Linked DNA regions of Hordeum vulgare: region 1 is linked to region 2. Evidence: chromatin contacts called from public Hi-C data. All regions are on one chromosome and are shown on one strand. Each heading gives the region's core, a stretch centred on a gene start, on an enhancer-like site or on the middle of the called end of the contact. The rest is flanking DNA. Distances are from core to core; before and after follow the strand shown.

Region 1 (5,234 bases), core at 2,328-4,827, 82 kb after region 2:
TTTTACCACTTCCCATGGTTTTCGCTAAGGGGATCCATTGTCGCCTTTTCTATTCCTATTATGTGCCGAAGGGCTTTCCTCGCTGATCAAGAACTATGGCTACATTGACACAGGAGTAACGGCAAGCTTTCGTGCTCCTTGGGTAAGTCATCTCCTGTTTGGAGATCATAGTCTAATTTTTATTAACGCCAATTCCCAGAGTGCGGAAAGGCTTAACTCAATTTTGCGGGTTTATGGAGATGCTTCGGGCCAGTGCGTGAATCGTGATAAAAGTGCAATATACATCAACCCTAATACTCCCCATGAGCTGCGCCAGTTTATGAAAGGTGTTCTTGGGGTTTCAGTTGAAGCCTTCAGCGAACGGTACCTCAGGCTCCCTACAGCAGTGGGTCGAATCACCAGTGGAACTTTTGATCACATTGGTGAGCGGTCGAGAAGCAAGATGAGGGGATGGTCTGAAAGGCTGTTTGCATGCGCAGGCCGGGAAATACTACTCAAATCGGTGATTCAGGCCATTCCCACTTTCAGCATGAGTTGCTTCTTACTTACAAAGAAAGTTTAAAAAAACTTAACTTCCAGTATGGCCAAGTATTGGTGGAGCAGTTCCATTGACAGACGATCTTTCCACTGGATATCGTGGAAAGAACTGGCGACACCAAAATGCAAAGGGGGGATGGGTTTTCGAGATTTCCATAGCTTCAATCTGGCTCTGCTAGGAAAGCATTGATGTCGTTTGATTACCAACACTACCTCCTTATGTGCACGAGTGTTGAAGGGGAGATACTACCCGGATACAGATTTTACTCGAGCATCAGTGCCACATTCGGCCTCAGCTATTTGGCGTGCAATTGTGGCTGGCAGGGAGGCGCTGAACCTGGGCCTCATCCATCGAATTGGCGATGGTTCTTCCATTAACGTATGGACTGACAGGTGGATTCCATCTACGGAGACTATGACTCCCACTGTTAAACCTCCTGGTACGGCCGTTACGTATGTCAGTGAGCTGATTGACATCGAATCGGGAGCATGTAGGATGGACCGGGTTAGGGAAAACTTTGTTGCACCTGACGCCGAGGCAATTCTGAACATTCCTCTACGGCGTGGAGGGGGGCAGATTTTTTGGCATGGGCACATCAGAAGTCCGGCAATTACACAGTGAAATCGGCGTACCGAGCTCTAATGACACACAATGAGCACTCAGCTCATGTGGAAGGGCAGGCTTCAGGTCCTTCAGTGGAACAAAATCACTTGTGGAAGATGTTATGGGCTCTCAAGGTCGTTCCCAAAGTGCGTGTTTTCTGGTGGAGGGTCATGCGTGGCATCCTACCAGATGAAGCAACACTTAAATATAGACATATCAGAGATACAAGTATGTGCAAACTATGTCAACTTGTTGATGAAGATTTGGAGCATGCTTTAATGCATTGCTCTCATGCATGTCGGTTTTGGGTCGAGGCACAAGCTCTATTGGATTTTCATTTTCCAACACTCCACTCAGACTCCTGGAGAAAGGACATTTTTACTGATCCAAGGTTCTCTCCGAAGGATCGAGCCCCGATCATTACTATCATGTGGTCCATTTGGAACTCTCGGAATAGATGGACTCATGATGGAGAGAGGTTTGATCCGGTGCAATCTATCAAGTATCTCAGGGAAGCTCTGGCTTTGTTGCAGATCCCAAAAGATCAAGCTGCGACTTTGCCTGGTTATGGGTGGCAGCCACCTGAAGGTAACCGGGTTAAAATCAATACCGACGCGGCGGTTGATGTCATAAGCCAACAATGCGCTGGTGGTGGTGTGGCTCACTCCAGATGTTCCTTATTGGGTGCATGGGGTAAGCCTCAAGTTGGGGTAAGCTCTTGCCCTGCGTGCATGAGTGATATTCACAAGTCTTCGTGATTTTTCTGAAGTGGTGATGGAGACAGATTGCTTGGAGGTCGTAAATCTCTGGCACGATCGCCGTGACGGATGTTCCGTCGTGGCTGCTATCTTCTTTGAGATTGAAGAGCTTTCCCTTACCTTTTCCTCATTTGTAATTCAGCATGTATTAAGAGCAGCGAACGGTCCAGCTCATCTATGTGCCAAGCGTGCTTGCACTAGAAATGCTATCGAGAGCTAGCTTACTGAAACTCCTAGTTTTCTGGTGAGCAGCATGTTGGCTGACTGCCCAGCAAACACCTTTTATCAATGAAGCTTTAAAATTTTGACGCAAAAAAAAGAGTAGTGCCATATGAAGTATAATTATTTTTTAAAGATTTCATTATAAACTATATATAAATGTATATGGATACATTTTAAAATACAGATTCATTTATCTTGTTTTGTGTGTACTCCCTCCGTTTCTAAATATATATTTTTTAGAGATTTTACTAGGAGACAATATAAATAGAAAAATAAGTGAATATATACTATAAAATATGTCTATGTACATTCGTATATAGTCTCCTAGTGAAATTTATAAAATGACTTGTATTTAAAAATGGAGGAAAGACTTGTGTTTAGAATTGGAGAGGGTACATTGGAGCAGCTCAAACTATATACTACTTCATCCGTTCCTAAAATAGGTGTATTTGGTTTCAAAAAGTCGTCCATTGTCTATGCTTGATCAACTTTATAGCAAAATATATAAATATTTATAATATCAAATATATAAAATATAGAATATATTTCATGATGAATTTAATGGTAAAGATTTGGTGTTTTAGACATTGATACTTTTGTCTATAAACTTGATCAGAGTTAAAGAAGTTGGGACATTTTGAAGAAATAATAGAATTTATATTTAGAAACAAAGGGAATAGTAGCGACCACAAATCAAGCAGCCAGATTATTCGCAACGAAAAAATAAATCAAACAGCGATATACAAGAAGACTATAAATTCCTACGACACATGCAAGAGTTACATTATTAACGAAAAACCCGGGTAATGGTACCATTGCCTACTTTTGATTAAGACCACCTTACCGTCACCCATTATTGAGGGACAGAGCGCATATGTGTTCCAAATCCTATTTCTATTTTAATCACCTCCAGGCTGTAGGTCATACGCCGCAACAGCGTCATGTTTTCAACTTAAGTGGTGACTGGTGATGTGACCATATTTTTCTTTCAATATGCATGACTCTGCATCAGATCCGAGTCAGGCACCCTGTTTTTCTACTCTATCCACGTACTTGAGCTAGCCGAACGTCACCATTAGCTAGCGCACTAATCAATAATCATCTGTACTACAGATATATTAGTGCCGAGTGCAGACAAACGTCTCCAAATCATTGCAGTAATGTAATGGAATCATAAATTCCGAATGACAGAAGCATCCATAAATTAGTGATGAGAAGAAACAAAAGATGTACCATGTCACAGGTAATATAATCATACTTAAACAACACCAAGAAGAACAAACAAGTCTGTCTAGTGTTCTCAATCCGTTGGTTAGGGAGCTGGGCGGATTATATTAGAGAAACAAAACCGAGGGCAGGGTAGAACCGTCATTCCATGCTATCAATGTCGGCTTTCAATAACGAGCCGTCCTAATCGCGTGGTGTCGGTTCGGGTTATATAAAAACAGAGGCCCTCTCCAGGTTCGCCACACCACGCTATCCTCTGCTCTACTCCCACAGTTGTTTCTCCCGCGACATGTTCGTTTTCTCCTTCGCAATCGCATCCATGGAGCTAGCCGCTTCAGCTTCGGTATCCGTCTGCTCGGCGTACCACCACCTTTCAACGCCGGCTGAGGCCAACGACGACAGCACGCGGTCCGAACCGCAGCTGCGGCGTCGGAGGAAACAGGCCGGCGGCAATGGCTTCGGCGGGCTCCGGTCCCGGTGCCATGCTGTTCTGAAGCAGCAGAGGACGAGGCTGTACATCCTCCGGCGATGCGTCTCGATGCTCCTGTGCTGGAACGAGCACGACATGTCCGACTGAGCTCACACGAAGGCCTGGTGGTTTTTTGTGCGGGCTGGGTCAGGGCCGGGCCTGTAGGTCGGTTCGGTCTGTAGGAAGGAATGGTAGTGTTTGGTGTACAGTATTCCGTACTGGTTCATCTTTTTTTCTGAAAAAAATGACATGAGTTTTTTTTAATCTGATGATGTGTAAGTGAATGAGAAATGTAATTGACATGTAATGTGCTTACCGGTACAACTTCTGGTTATGGATAACTGGTTATCTTCACGGCCTTGCTTACCCGTACAACTTCTGGTTATGGATAACTGGTTATAGAAATGTAGGAATTCAGAAGGATATGAATTTTGTAGGAAATTTTGTTTGGACCCCGTGATGTGTAGGATGGATTACTATTGTTGTTGTATAGGATAGGAATCAATCATTCACATTCAAAAAAAAAAACCTAGACGTAATAAAAAAATCAAATGACATCTATTTTCCTAATTCTATCATATACCCCTCGGTCTCAAATTTTTTGTCTTAGATTTGTCTAAATATGAATGTATCTAGTCATGTTATAGTATTTCTATACATTCATTTCTAGACAAACCTAAGACAAAAAAATTGGAAGGGAGGGAGTACTATATGACTAATCTTTCTAGGATTGGAGCCCTCAGAATCAATTGGGGTCTCCAATTAAAATTTGATCATTCAATTTTGACTCAACAATTTCTCAAATTCTTTCATTTAATTTTGTATACAATACACTATGCTCCTTAATTTTTAAATCTTCACAATTTTTTAGGCTTTAATTTATACTTTGGTCATTTGATTTTGACCGGGTCAACAATTTCTCAAACTCTTTCATTTAATTTTTATACAATACATTGTACACCCTAATTTTTAAATCTTCACAATTTTTTAGGATTTAATTTAGACTTTCGTCATTTTATTTTGACAGGGTCAACAATTTCTCAAAGAACTCTCCTATTTAATTATTTTAATTCTCTGTGCTCCATAATTTCAAAGCTCATTCAATAATTTCAAAGCTTTTCATTCAACTGAGGTATTCAATTTTGGATTTGGTTTACGATTTTGATCAGGCCAAGGATTTTCCAAATCAATCAACAACAGTTGGTCTATAAGAACATGTGAACCCCTCGCAGATTCCTATCACCCATACAAAAACGTCATCATGTGAGACTATAGCATGAATATAGTATATGCAATCAAGGATGAAAAAATACCTCATTATAAACATGGGTTAATTAGCGGATAATTGCTACATCCATTTTACATCATGTTTTGTTACTGTTATTTATAGTGTTTTATGCATTTTGCCACTTGCTGG
Region 2 (5,418 bases), core at 693-3,192:
TTCTTGGTGCCCATAGGTGAGGTTGGTTGTTTTAGGTTTTGTGCTTGACAAATTAAATGCTACTTTTATTCCGCATTTGTGCTAGCCCAAACCGCAATTATTTTAAAGCGCCTATTGAGCCCCCTCTAGGTGACATCCACGTCCTTTCAATTGATACTAGAGCTAGGTCTCTCATTACTAGGATTTACCGCCTAGACAGTAAGGATGTCGGCTAAGGCATTAGGTTTCTCTGACACTCTTAGCATTGATGGCACAAATTATGATGTTCGGTTACTCACGTGCTTAATCTTCTTCTGGGTCAGTCCGTTTGATACCAATGGTGCCATTGATACGAGGCAACTTCCAAGTCCTTTCAACACCGGGCTCTGCAGCCTCCGGTGCCCTACTCATTCTTGCAGGAGTGAGCGCCTTGTACGCCGTCTGTGGATGTGAGGTTAACGAGGGAAATGGTGGCACCTTGGCCTTCGTCGTCTCACTGGGCCGCCTGATTGTTCGCCGGAGGCACAACTCACATTATTCCCCTCCACGATCGCCTGGAACAGCGACTATGCGGCGGCCGCTTCCTGGCGAGCGGCGGCTTGAGTGCGGATGGCATCGTAGATGGTATGCTGCTCCGCGATGAAGTTTGAGTTCATCGCGGCCATGGCCGCCACTGCCTCCTGGTTCGCGCGCTCGCCGTTGATGTAACCCAACGCATGCCGATGTTGCTCCAACGCCCACTGTAATACCGACGTATGCGTCGGTTCAGGCCGCCCTTTCGCCATGACGACATTGTAGTACGCTTGTGCCTAGTCCATGGTGTAGTCGGAGTGCACAGGAGGCGCAGGAGCCGGGGCGGTGTCAACGGAGCGCGTCTCCATCGTGGTGTCGTCCTCATCGTTGTCAGAGACCTCAGACGAGCTAGCCGGCAAGCCGACCTCTATTCGCATGGCACAACGACTCTACAAAGTAGCGGCAATGGCGGCCACCTCCTGCTTCATCTCCGGGGACAGGTTGTCCCACAAAGCTTCCCCGCGTGTAATCGTGGCAGATGTGGTGCAAGGGAGGAGGATGTGGAGCGGATGTGTTATGCTATGGTGATAGCCGGGTCTGGCCGCCCTTAAATAGGGGATTCTAGTGAGGCCATGCGTCAATTCGGGACGCCGAAGTGGGTTTCTCGGTCGGCGAGCCTATTTAATGGTGGCATACGAACAGATGGGGCATTGAACGGGCATGATAGATATATGTCTCGTCCCGTCCAGTCACGCATCTCCGGCATTAAACAGGCTCGATCACCGGAGACGCGCCGCAGGCGACGCCCTCGGCCGGCGAGCCGCTTCAATGTCAACGCGAGTGAGAGATTGCGTTTGCTCTTCAATGAGAAGCGGCTGCTCTACAGCAGCGTGAATGCGGGCAGCTGACGTCGTGCGAAAAGCGCGCGCAAGAGGGGAAATGTGTTTTTGTGGATCGGGATGGTAAAAATCAGGTAAAGGAGCGGTCCGGACTTTCATAAATCGTTCTCATATTTGTCTCTGATTTATAAAAGAAATCGCATCCAAACCGCCTCAGAGACTGATACAGAACCGTTTGGATGAGTTTTATGATTGGAACCACGCAATTCGACGGCTTGAAGATGCCTTTATGACAATTCCACATCTCTTCTACTTGGCATTCGCGGAAATGTACCGTCGCTACAGGATTGATGCAACGCACGTGAAAAGAAACATGGTTACTAGTGAATCAGCAGCAGTAGTAGCACACGAAGACTGCTAAAAACGACACTAGCTCCATGATGGGAAAACGTGGGGAGTAACGTATGAACGCACGCGGGTCCCAGATTTTAAGTAAGGCAGGGAGCGAGATGCGGAGAAGATCAGATAAGCAAAGACTACCATACTGTGGGAGAGAACGTGGTGTGCCGGGCGAAAAGGAGGAGGGCCGCAGAGGCGCAGAGCCCCGATCCTCATCGTCCCACACGGCCACACCGGTGTCCTCCTGCCACGTACATGCCTACTTACGAGGCTATCCGATGACGACCCATCGTGTGGGCGCGGCAGGCACGATAGGAGCTTTGGGAGTGGTAGTCGCAGATGCATGCATGAGCGGGTATGTCACGGGTGGATGGATGTCGACCCCGATCCATCGTGCTGGCCGGTGCTGCGCCCACGCTTGACCGGTCGTTCTCTCGGTCGTACCCAACTGAATTTACCTTTGTGTCCCAACTAGTTTCTGCGTACGTGCAACTGGTTCGTGTTGCCGCACCATTCTATTTTAACAACAGAATGATAAATGTGGGTATCATTTTTCGTAAATATGTGACCAGTTGGTCATGGCAGTATACGTAAGCTGGTAACTTGAACATTATCTTTGTGATCGATTTTAGTAACCAATATAAAGTTCTAAAGCAAGCTATATAAGGGTGTGACCAATAGATAATATCAGCGTGCTGTTCCACTGGCCACATAGGATCGGATGTCATGAGAAAATGGTTCAGGTGATGTAACGGGATCTTTTATTGAAGGCATGTGTTGAGAAGAAATGTGGCCAATGCTAAAAGCTGGAAAAGCTAAAGTGAAGAGTATAGTTGCATGACATGCATATGTATCCGAGTTTTTATTCTCTATTTTTTAATGAGACACATTAATGACATCTTGCATTTCGAAAAAAAAAATCAATGTAGCTGTCTGAATCTATCTTTTCGAACGGGGCACATGTATCCATCATATGTTATCATAGTCCATGTCCTAACAATAAAAGTTGATTTACAATAGCAAAGAACCTCACACTACATAAAATAATTCCCAATATTTACCATGATATAGCCTTATTCCTTTTGCACACAAAGTGTTAAATCCGTTCCATGGGTAAAAAAAGAGTCAAAAACAACAACAAAAGACATGTTGGGTGTGGTGCTATACAACATCCCCTGTTGTTTGCCGCTATTAGGACACTGCTTTCTAGCGTTCGTCGTGGTAACTACTTGAACGCCATTGGTGTTGGCAATGTATTTGTATGCATCGCAAACATTTATGCTAGCTCCGCCATATTACTTGATTCCCTTCTTGAGTCATGTCATCTTTGGCAAGCATGAGCTATTGTAATACGATCCTTGATGCCATAAATTTGGATTTTGTTAAATACATTGCTAGATAATGAAAATATTCAATGAATGCTTGCATAAAAATTTACTGGTATATCCAAGGCCTTCGTCGATATGGATTTTGGGTCATCCTTTTGGGATCACACCGAGGGATACTTCGCATTGTGGGCCCTGAAATCATGTTCCGTTCTTTCAACCTTACATGGCTTGCCAAAGGGCTACTTTGGATCACAGGCCTTGAAGTCATGTTCCATTCTTGTAGTCTTACATGGCTTTTCTTCTAAACTAGCATTCAAGCATGTCAAATGCATAATTGACATGGAAATTACATTGAAAAGTGTGTGTTAAAAAACTATTGCATGTAATACTTGATTGGGCATGATAAAGTAATGAAAGAAATCAACAGGATGTGATGCCATCTCAAATAATGAAAAAAAATATCATCGGGATAATGGAAGAAATCATCAAGGTGTGATGCGTTGTGAAAATAAAAGCATGTCAATAGATGAATTTATCATAACATTTATCTTCACATGCATGTGGAAACATGACTAATAGGTGGCAACTAAAACCTTAATAGAAAAGTAGAACTATGAAATAGAAATAGAATAGGTTTCCTTAATAGTGAGGACTCGACATCATTTACACAGAAAAGGAACCAACCATGTCAATCACATCAAGGAACCTTAAATAAATAATTTTAAAAAACTAATTGCTATAGCAGACATGAGAAATTACATATGTATAAGAATGATAGGAAATTATTGTTTTTTGTAAAATTAGGCCTCAAGCACAAGTACTATATTTGCGGGACTTCATATGTCTACAGGATAACATATTGCTTTCAATATCTCTAATCCTATCCAGTCCTTCTCAATCTCACTCGGACCAATTAAAGTTAATAAACAAACACTACTTAATAGAGATCACAAACTAACATGTTATCATGATGTGTAGTGAATTGTATTAGACATTTTTTTTCTTTGCAATGGTATGATAAGGCTCTAGGTGTATAGCTAAAATGCTTATATGCGTGAAACACTGCTTTACATGCATGAAACCGGCCATGTAATAATCTATTGGCCTCGACCATTTTTATACATAAGCACAAGGTGCACTGTCTAGTAATCACATGTTTGGGAAACAATTGGGTAACAATTCAAACATGTCTAATACACTGAGAAAAATGAAAGTGCACGAGAAAATCTTGTAAACTGAGATTTCTAGCATGCCGAAAAGGGCGCAACCTATACATGCAACAATTTTCTTACAATCAACATACATGGTATTCAGAAAGTTCACATGGGGAATGAAGATGAGGCTGTATGGAGATGGCACGAGAGCGGGGTTTATTCATCAAAATCATCCTACGATATGTTCTGACAAGGGGGCATCAGGGTGTCATATGACAAAGCGATCTGGCGTTGTTGGTCTCATTACCAAGCAAGTTTTTCATGTGGTTGGAGATCCAATACAGTGTGTGGACTCCGGATAGCAGGTTCAGACATGGGCTGCGGGAGCCACTATCTCCTTGTTTCTTCTGTGATCAGCAGCATGATACTGTGGACCACGTCTTATTGCAGTGTGTGTACTCCAAGCCGGTGCAGTTATATTGCTTTCAGAGAGCTAACATTCAATTGGACATACTCCCATCATCGACTGGTCGGTTGGAGAGATGATGGTGTACAGTTCGCAAAGCAATTCCTAAGGAACGGCGCAAGGGTTTTGACTTGGTGGTTACCCTCATTTGTTGGATTTTGTGGAAGCAAAAAAAGTACAAGAATGTTTGGCAACACGTAGTGGTGCATCTCTGAGGATACACTAGTCACTCAAATCTTTGGCGAGATTAAAGATTGGGGTATGGTTGGTGGGAGGGGATTTTTTGCTTTTTGTGAGTAGTAGGTGTGGTTTTGGAGTTTGGAGTCTTTTTTGTAATTTGGGTCCTTTGTTCCTTCTTTCCGACCTATGGAAGAAGGAATAGGAATTTGTCTTGTACATATATTCCTATCTTCTATAAAGCTATGGTACGCCCTTGGCGTACTCTCGAAACAAAGTTCACATGGCCCTCTTGCTATGCAGTACCATGCGCCCTGTGCAACGAGGCTAAGATGGAGTTGGCTTTGTCTCTGGATCCATTATATGCAACCAATAGAAAATAATTGTACCTTTCTCGCATGCAAAGTCTCATGTGAGCCATGATAGCATAGGTGTAAGGCCATATTTCTACCCTAGTGGTTTTGGTGATCGATGACAATGCTTTTCTGGACTAATCGTGTGCACTAAGCCTTTCTCGGATGTCATCATATGGCACAAGACATTCATGCCCCTCGGTGTATTTG

Evidence for each region. A called contact is a pair of places that touch in the nucleus more often than the background predicts.
Region 1: a Hi-C map of seedling shows a contact between it and region 2, with 2.1 times the contacts expected there. The contact joins the promoter of LOC123408081 here to the enhancer-like site in region 2. A contact is called at or near these places in 2 of 6 Hi-C or Micro-C datasets (leaf and seedling).

What each region holds. Positions count from the first base shown.
Region 1 is chr1H:126,824,274-126,829,507 of MorexV3_pseudomolecules_assembly, forward strand. LOC123408081 (small polypeptide DEVIL 17-like) reads left to right here and starts at 3,578. Exons shown (of 1, transcript XM_045101284.1): 1 at 3,578-4,171. The coding sequence starts at 3,638. The coding sequence ends at 3,925.
Region 2 is chr1H:126,744,204-126,749,621 of MorexV3_pseudomolecules_assembly, forward strand. No RefSeq gene overlaps it. Among protein-coding and RNA genes, the nearest start is that of LOC123408081, 81 kb to the right of the region's middle. Within about 2 kb of position 1,943, at least 3 of the 3 cell types and tissues checked have open chromatin away from gene starts, as enhancers often do. A contact at or near this core is called in leaf and seedling, where this site is marked.